Regions from separate parts of the Gossypium hirsutum genome. Here region 1 is linked to region 2. The links are chromatin contacts, called in public Hi-C maps. All regions are on one chromosome and are shown on one strand. Each heading gives the region's core, a stretch centred on a gene start, on an enhancer-like site or on the middle of the called end of the contact. The rest is flanking DNA. Distances are from core to core; before and after follow the strand shown. Region 1 holds the start of LOC107888846 (protein CASP). Region 2 has its middle 16 kb from the start of LOC121206787.

Region 1 (3,625 bases), core at 1,105-3,604, 240 kb before region 2:
AATTTGAAGAAATAGTGGAATAATATGCAATTATAATTGTGATACCTTGAGAACATGCTGTAAGAATTTGGTAAAAGCATATTAATAAATTGCTTATTATTCTCATATGAACTTACTAAGCTTTATAGCTTACCCCCTCCCTTTTCATCTCTTATAGGTTTATATAGCTAGCTCGGGTTGGAGATCGCCTGAGATTCAATCACACTATCAAGCTATCATTTGGGGTATAAGTATTCAAATACTTAAGTCTATGGCATGTATAGGGGCTCTATCTTTGTAATTATGTCAATGCTAATGTGGCCAAATGTGTTGGCCTATAATGGTTATAGTCTAATTTATATATAGCCATGAATGATGGCTTATGCTGATCATATGATTATTCATGTGTATTTGCCAATGTTTTATGGTGTGATCTTGTTGTTTGATATGGATGAATGTGTGCATACGAATTAAGTACTCGATGATGATTTTTTCATAATTGGCATATGGATAGATTATAGCATAAGCGTGAAACGTGAAAATGTATTAATGATAATCTCAGTATGAAAGTTGTTATGATTAATCTTGATAAAGTATGATGCCTTGTGTATGCATAAGTTGTTATGAGAATGTCAAGCATAAGCCATATTTACGATTATTAAGTGTTCATTTATGCCATGTTGGATGCAATTGAGATATGTAAGTGTGCATGTGTTGTGAGGGTGGCAAAATGACTTGGAAAATAGCCAAGCATTTGTCCACACGAATAGACACACAGGCACACACGGCCTGCCCCATGGGCGTGTACTTTGGCCTGTGCCCCTACTTTGGTGATGACGTCATAAATAGAGAGTTACACGGGCTGAGGACATGGGCGTGTCTCAAGCCACACGGGCGTCAGTGACCACACGGCCTACCCACATGGGCGTGTGACCCTGTTTCATGATGAAATTTTCTAAGTTTTCCCAGAAGTTTTCAAAGTTTCCGGTTTAATCCCGAATCATCTCCAATGCGTGTTTAGGGCGTCGTAAGCTCGTTTAAGGGACGTTATACATATGTATGGATGTCTTTGATTTGAATGAAATTTTATGGCCTGATTTTATGTGATTGTGTATGTTTAAGTTCGGTAATGCCTCGTATCCTGTCCCGGCCTTGGACATGTGTAAGGGGTGTTACATTTTGCCCTTTGGATAATTATTATCTAGGATCTTAACCTTTTTTGAAAATAAAATTCAATAGTGATTAGACTATTACAATTTAGTCCCTGAGCTTTAATTAACTGTTTTCTAAGTTAACCAAAGTTTAATATATTTTCATACTAACTTTATAAATCTTTATATTTCGCCCTTACAGACCCAATTTACGAAAATGAGATTTTAAAACCATATTTTTTGACACAACTAAAATAGAGTTATTACGAAAATAGGTAAAAAGTCATTCATTCCGTTTTCAATTCTGGATCTTTTTTCTTATAATTTCCACCATAAACCATCTTTCTTTACAATGGAAGAATTTGAAGCTGCTGCTTCAATTTTTTAGGATTTTAAAGCACCCAAAACAGTTAGTTTTGGGTTTTAATATTTTTCTTGTTGATTTATATAACCTTTAAAATGACATGGATATTATGTGTAAAAGAATTAATGATAAAAATTCCACGTCATTCATTAATAGCCACGTCATCAAACTCTTAGTGATTTAACCAAATTGGACTCATAAAAACAAAAGTGATAATTTGAGTGATCATTTTGTAATTTTTAAAAGTTAGATGGTCTAGCTATAAACTTACTAATAGTTGGAAGATCATTTATGTAATTTACTTAAGAAATTTAAATAACAAGATAAAAAAGTATAATTTAGGTATCAATTTTTGAGTTAAGCCCTAATTTTATATTCTCACCTTATAAAAGTCATTTTGTACTCTATAAGGGTGTAATTGACCTGAGCTAAGCACAAATACTGTCAAGCTTGAGCTTGAGTTCAACTCGAAATTTAGAGCTCGATAATTGGCTCGAGCTCGATTGAACATCTACTTTTGGGCTTGAGTTAAGCTTAGATATATAATTGATTAAACTTGTTTATTAATTTTTGTATTCAAGCTCAAACTCAAGCCCGACTCAATAATTAAGTTTACGGTTAATAATATATATTAATGATAGTAATGTAATTTAATAATATAAAAAAATAAAAAAACTTGATGAAACTTGCAAACCGTTCGAGTTTAAGGATTACTAATCTCGAATTTGACTCAATTAATAGCTCAAATTCAACTCAGTAGTTATAAATCAAATTCAAATATCGACCAAATACCAAATCTCATTTACGCCCTAAATCCTTAAATATAAACACACATTGAAACATAAAATTTAATTTTATCCTTAAAATATTCAATCCCATCACTAGCAAATTAAGTGATCTTATAAATTAAGCGATCTCATCACCATTACTATTTTCAATTTTACCGGAACCGATCAAATTAACCCTAAGCGTTTAACCAAATCTAGTAAGCTTGAAACCGCAACTCAACCGAAAACTGAAAGGAGAAAGCTATTTATTTTTATTTTATTTAAGTTTTGTTCTGAAAGAAACTTTAAAGATCCACCAATTCGGTTCAAGGCTTTTACAGATCTACGAATCATCCAAATATATCCTAACTCATTCTCGATCTTATTACTCTCCTTACCGCTACTTGAAATATTGGAATTAATTCAAATCCTTACAATCCATTTTCAACCAACCTAAAACCCTAGCATTTGGCGAGATCCGAATTCCCAAAAAATGGATGCTCCGCAAGGCGGATCCGACGGCGACAAAACCAATCCTTCCTCTTCTCCTGTCTCCGTTGTCTCCAATTTCTGGAAAGGTATCATCAAGTTTAGCTTCATTCGGAATTATTCTTCTTTAAGTGTTAATTTTGTTTTGTTCAACCATTTCCATTGGAGTTATATTTAGATGTTAACTAATCAGGCTGCATTTTTTGTTGAAAATCTTAACTGCTTTTAGTTTGATTTTTTACTCTTTTTCTGAGGGTGGGAGAGAAAAATGAGACACGAAATCAGAAGAGGTTGCCATTTCTATCCATGTTCAAAAAAAAAAAATCAATCTTCCAGAAAATTGGATAGTTTTGGAAGGAGAAAGTGTGAAAGATGAGTCAAGTACTGCAAATTTTCAATATTCTCCAATTTTTTCCGTCTGCATCTGTGATGGTTCCAACAAAAATAATTAGGAAAAGAATTTTTATCGGTTTAGACTGTTTTGTATTATTAAATTGCGCTTATATAATTCTTATTTATGATAGAATTATAAATAGAATCAGTAACATCTAATTAGTGATTGATGAGATTTGAATTCTTAGTGAATTCTACAATATATGGTATTTTTAGTTTCACCTTATGTTTATTTCCTTTTTTATATTAAATCATTTATAAAAAAAAATATGTATTTATACTTCAGAAGTATAATGTAAAAAATATATTAGTAATAACATTTATTCTTGTGCAATATGCATGACTATGTTCTGGTATAATCAAATAGGAAACTAATTGTTCTTGGGATGAGTATTAATTTCCTTTATGTCTTTTTTTCTCTTTTGCAGAATTTGATCTGGAAAAAGAGAAAAGTGTGCTTGATGAACAAGGACTCAGAATAG
Region 2 (4,058 bases), core at 836-3,335:
TTTTGAATCGACAATTAACATATATATTTAAACAATCATTTAAAAGTAATATATTAAGAATGTTGATTATAAAAATTTATGAACCCATCAATATTTAATAATCTAACTCAATAATTTGATTAGAATTAAAACAAATAAAATAATAATCACAATCATACTTGAAAGAAAAAATACATCAAAGCTTCATACCAATTTAAATTTTTGTTTGATAAATCCAAGATCAAGAATAAAAAATAATACTAAGATCGAAATCTTTCATTATCCTCCAAAATATAAAAATATAATAAATTAATCAAATCAATTATAAATTAAAATTAATTTAAAAATAAAATAAAACAAATCATCCTGCAAATCTCGAATGAATAAATTTTGAGGAAGTCCGAATCTATCCTCCTGTGGCTTAGGGTTCTTGTATCTTTACTTCTCTCCAGCGCCAATCTGTTTCTACTCCTTTCAGCAATGTAGTGGCCAAATCTGATTGAATTTGTTTAATTGTTTTGTACAAAACATGCAAATGACTTAAATAGCCGAGTGACGATTGTGCAGGTTACGGGGAGGCCTGTTTTTTCGAAATGTCTTCTAATAAAGAACAAGAGAGTAAAAGACAACATATTATAAAACTTCACTTCTGATAAATATTTCAGATAAATCAAACTTATCTTACGTAAATGAAAAATTATAAAAATTATCTTTTATAAAAACCTATACAAATATATATTAGATTAGATTAAAAAATATTCTCTCAAAATTATAAGTTGATGTTTATTATTATCATAACTTGATATTTAAAATTATTATTATTATTATCTCTTAAAAGTTTCGGGATTGCTTTTAATTTTTTAAACGTAAATGTGCTATTTTAACATGGAATGAAAAATTTTGGGGAATAGGCAATGGGGAAACTGTCTCGATTTGGAACGATCGTTGGTTGTTGGGGTCTGATCAAGTTAAAAGAGAACATTCTGCGATTAGAACTGACATGCAAATATTAGGAGTCCCGCTTGCAACTTATGAGATGCCAGATATGCGTGTATGGTTAGGGGGGGAGACAGGGGAGTACACCATTCGGAGCGGATACAAAGTTCTGATGGATAATGGCCTAAATTCTGCTCTAAATACAGATACTGCTACCTCAACAGAAAATTATACATATTTTTAAAAGAAACTCGGGAATATTACATGTCCATCAAAGATTCAAATCACTGTCTGGAGGATATTTCACGACATTATTCCTACTTACTCAAATTTGTACAAGCGGAGAGTGGCGAATAATCCCTTGTGTCCAGTCTGCCAAGCTAGGCCTGAAACTTCAGCACACGCAATTGTGGATTGAGTAAACGGGTATGGGAAGTGTGTCATATTGATTGGGGACCTTCGCAACAGCAGAGCACAGAGTTTAAGGATCAGCTTAGCTTTATGTTCAAACATTCAAATGAGATGGGATGCAAGATGTTAGAAGTAAATTGTTGGGCTATGTGGAACGCAAGAAATAAATGGCTGCATGAAAGAAAGACACAACCCAAAATATTGCATGCTATATACGATCCTATATTGCTGAGACAGAGAAACAGCAGTTTTACCTGAGGAAACTCCTCTATGTCCTTCTAGTTGGAAGCAGCCTGGAGACACGTTTATCGAAATGAATTTCGATGCCAGTTTCAAAATGGATACTAAATTCGCGGGCACGGGAGTAATTGCTAGGTATGGGAACGGCCGCATAATGGGGGCCTGTGAGATTGTGAACAAAGGAGTATCATTTCCTTTTGCGGCAGAAGCTCTCGCTTGTGTTCAGGCTTTGTCATTTGCGAGGGATATGGGCTTTCAAAATGTAATCTTGGAAGGGGATTCGAGAACGGTGATTAATAAAATCCAGCATGAGGGGTTAGACAGATCAACCATAAGCCCCTATGTTTCAGACGAAAAAGCCTTAATGAACCAGGTTTTGGAAGTAAAACCGAAACATACCCACCGTCAATGCAATAAAATTGCCCATCTGCTGGCAGGAGATGCTCTTCACAGAGATCAGGACTGGTGTTGGGTGGAAGAAGTCCCGAGAGTCGCGGCGGATCGAAGGACCGTGGAACCGCCGGATTAGAAGAAGTAAAAAGGAGAGAGGGGGGACGAGATTCGGTTTGAAACGACGGACACAATCCTCCCAGATGATATGCAAGCTTTGAGGTGAACGATTTTCCAGATTTCAACTTCGGTATGCTGTATTTGGCTCACAGATTTCCTCCCCTTGTTTTTCTCGTTTTTTTTGTTAATGGAGGGGATTATCTGTGATTAGGCTGAGAGTAGAGAAAACGTTTCTTAGGTCATCATTGTCCTTTTTTTCTACTTCTTTAATAAAGCCTTATTTATCTCAAAATATAATAAAAAAATTATAGAAACTCTCCTTAAAAAAAGGCAAAATAAGTCCTAGGCGGATTTTTATTTTTATTTAGACATTTAGACCAGTTTTAAAAATTAATTAGGGATATAGGTCGATTTAACTAGAAAGCACGTCCAATAAGCTTTTTGAAAAGCGCGGCCAGCTAAATGAGTTTTTCAAAAAGCTCGTCTAGTTAGATGCATTTTCTAGATCTCTATCCTAGAGTTAGTGATAATCCAAGTTTTATTTGATAAAATATTTTGATATAACTAATTGAAGTATTTTTGAATATAAGTTAAAATTGACAAAATGATTTTTAAATTTGAAGTTTAAGAGATAAAATTTTGAATACATCAAATAATTTTCAAACAAGTCAGAATTGTTCCAGGCTAAAAAGTATCAATACCATTTTGGCCAAGTATCAATAATTTTGAAACTACTGATACTCTTAGAAAAGTTGAGACCAAACTTGCATTTTGTTTTCAAAAATCCTAAAGATTATCGATACCATTTTTGAGGTATTGATATTTTCTGAAAATAATCAATACCTTCCTTAAAAACGATACCAAAATAGCATTCTGTTTCTTACAAACCCTACACAGTATCGTTCTGATATAGATACATTTTTTCAAAAGTATCGATAAAATGTTTTTGGTATCAACTAATAAATCCCAACGATCACTGAATTAGTATTTATTACAAAAAATATTGATACTCTTTTATTTGGTATCGATACTCACAGTTGCAGGTAAAATAAATGTTTTGGTTTTACATCCCTAACGACCATATTCATGACACCAACAACCTTAACAATTGGAAATCAATTAGGGGGCATAAATACCATTTTCCAAAGACTTACATAAAAAAAAGCACTTTCAAGCAAAAAAATCTTCCATCAAACAACCTTTGAGCTTACTATTTCCATATTGCTTTTTCATACACTTGTGAGCTTTACTCCTATTCTTTTGCTTAAGTGTATTTCATTGTATTTGAGCTTAATTTGCGAACACTTTGATCTTGTAAGGATTATTTCTTTGTTTTCTTATTTGTATTTCCTTGAGAGGGTTTATGTCTTAAGATTTTGGGTAGAAATATTAAGAGAGTTGTAAGGTTAACATTATCCTCAAAGGTTATCAAATTAGTGAATTTTGGGAAAATCCTTAGTGGTGGAAAGCTAAGGTAGTGGAGTAGGTAATTGGGGCCGAACCATTCTAAACCTTTGTGTTCATTGTTTCATTTTCTGTCTTTGCTTTCACCAATTTTTTTAAAGGCCAATTCACCCCCTCTTTGCTATTTTGGTTTGTTTTATCAAGCTAACAATTGGTATCATAGCTTGCCTCTTTTAGACGATTTAATAACCAAAAAGGAAATCCTAGAAGTAGCTCAACTTTCAGTAAATCAAACCACATAAGATGACTTCTACATCTGGTTTAGTTTTTTTTTTTGGAGAATCACAAGCCATCTCCAAGCCTTTTACTTCAATAGTGTAAACTACTCCTATTGGAACACTAAAATGACGTTGTCATCTAAGCCAACGATCTTGCAGTGTGGGACGTCATCATGGGTGGTCTATCCATTCCTCAAAAGCAAGAATGAGGTAATTTAGTTCTAAAGAGTAAGAATGAATGAAATGAGGAAGATAGAAGAAACATTTAACTCAACACAAATGCCATGCACACTCTATTTT

What was found. A called contact is a pair of places that touch in the nucleus more often than the background predicts.
Region 1: a contact with region 2 is called in a Hi-C map of fibers, with 1.9 times the contacts expected there. The contact joins the promoter of LOC107888846 here to the enhancer-like site in region 2. A contact is called at or near these places in 8 of 34 Hi-C or Micro-C datasets (fibers, hypocotyl and leaf).

What each region holds. Positions count from the first base shown.
Region 1 is chrA09:41,423,381-41,427,005 of Gossypium_hirsutum_v2.1, reverse strand. It overlaps LOC107888846 (protein CASP), which reads left to right and starts at 2,354. Exons shown (of 19, transcript XM_016813097.2): 1 at 2,354-2,839; 2 at 3,572-3,625. The coding sequence starts at 2,755.
Region 2 is chrA09:41,179,673-41,183,730 of Gossypium_hirsutum_v2.1, reverse strand. It overlaps the pseudogene LOC121205991. Among protein-coding and RNA genes, the nearest start is that of LOC121206787, 16 kb to the left of the region's middle. Within about 2 kb of position 2,085, at least 6 of the 9 cell types and tissues checked have an H3K27ac peak or open chromatin away from gene starts, as enhancers often do. A contact at or near this core is called in fibers, where this site is marked.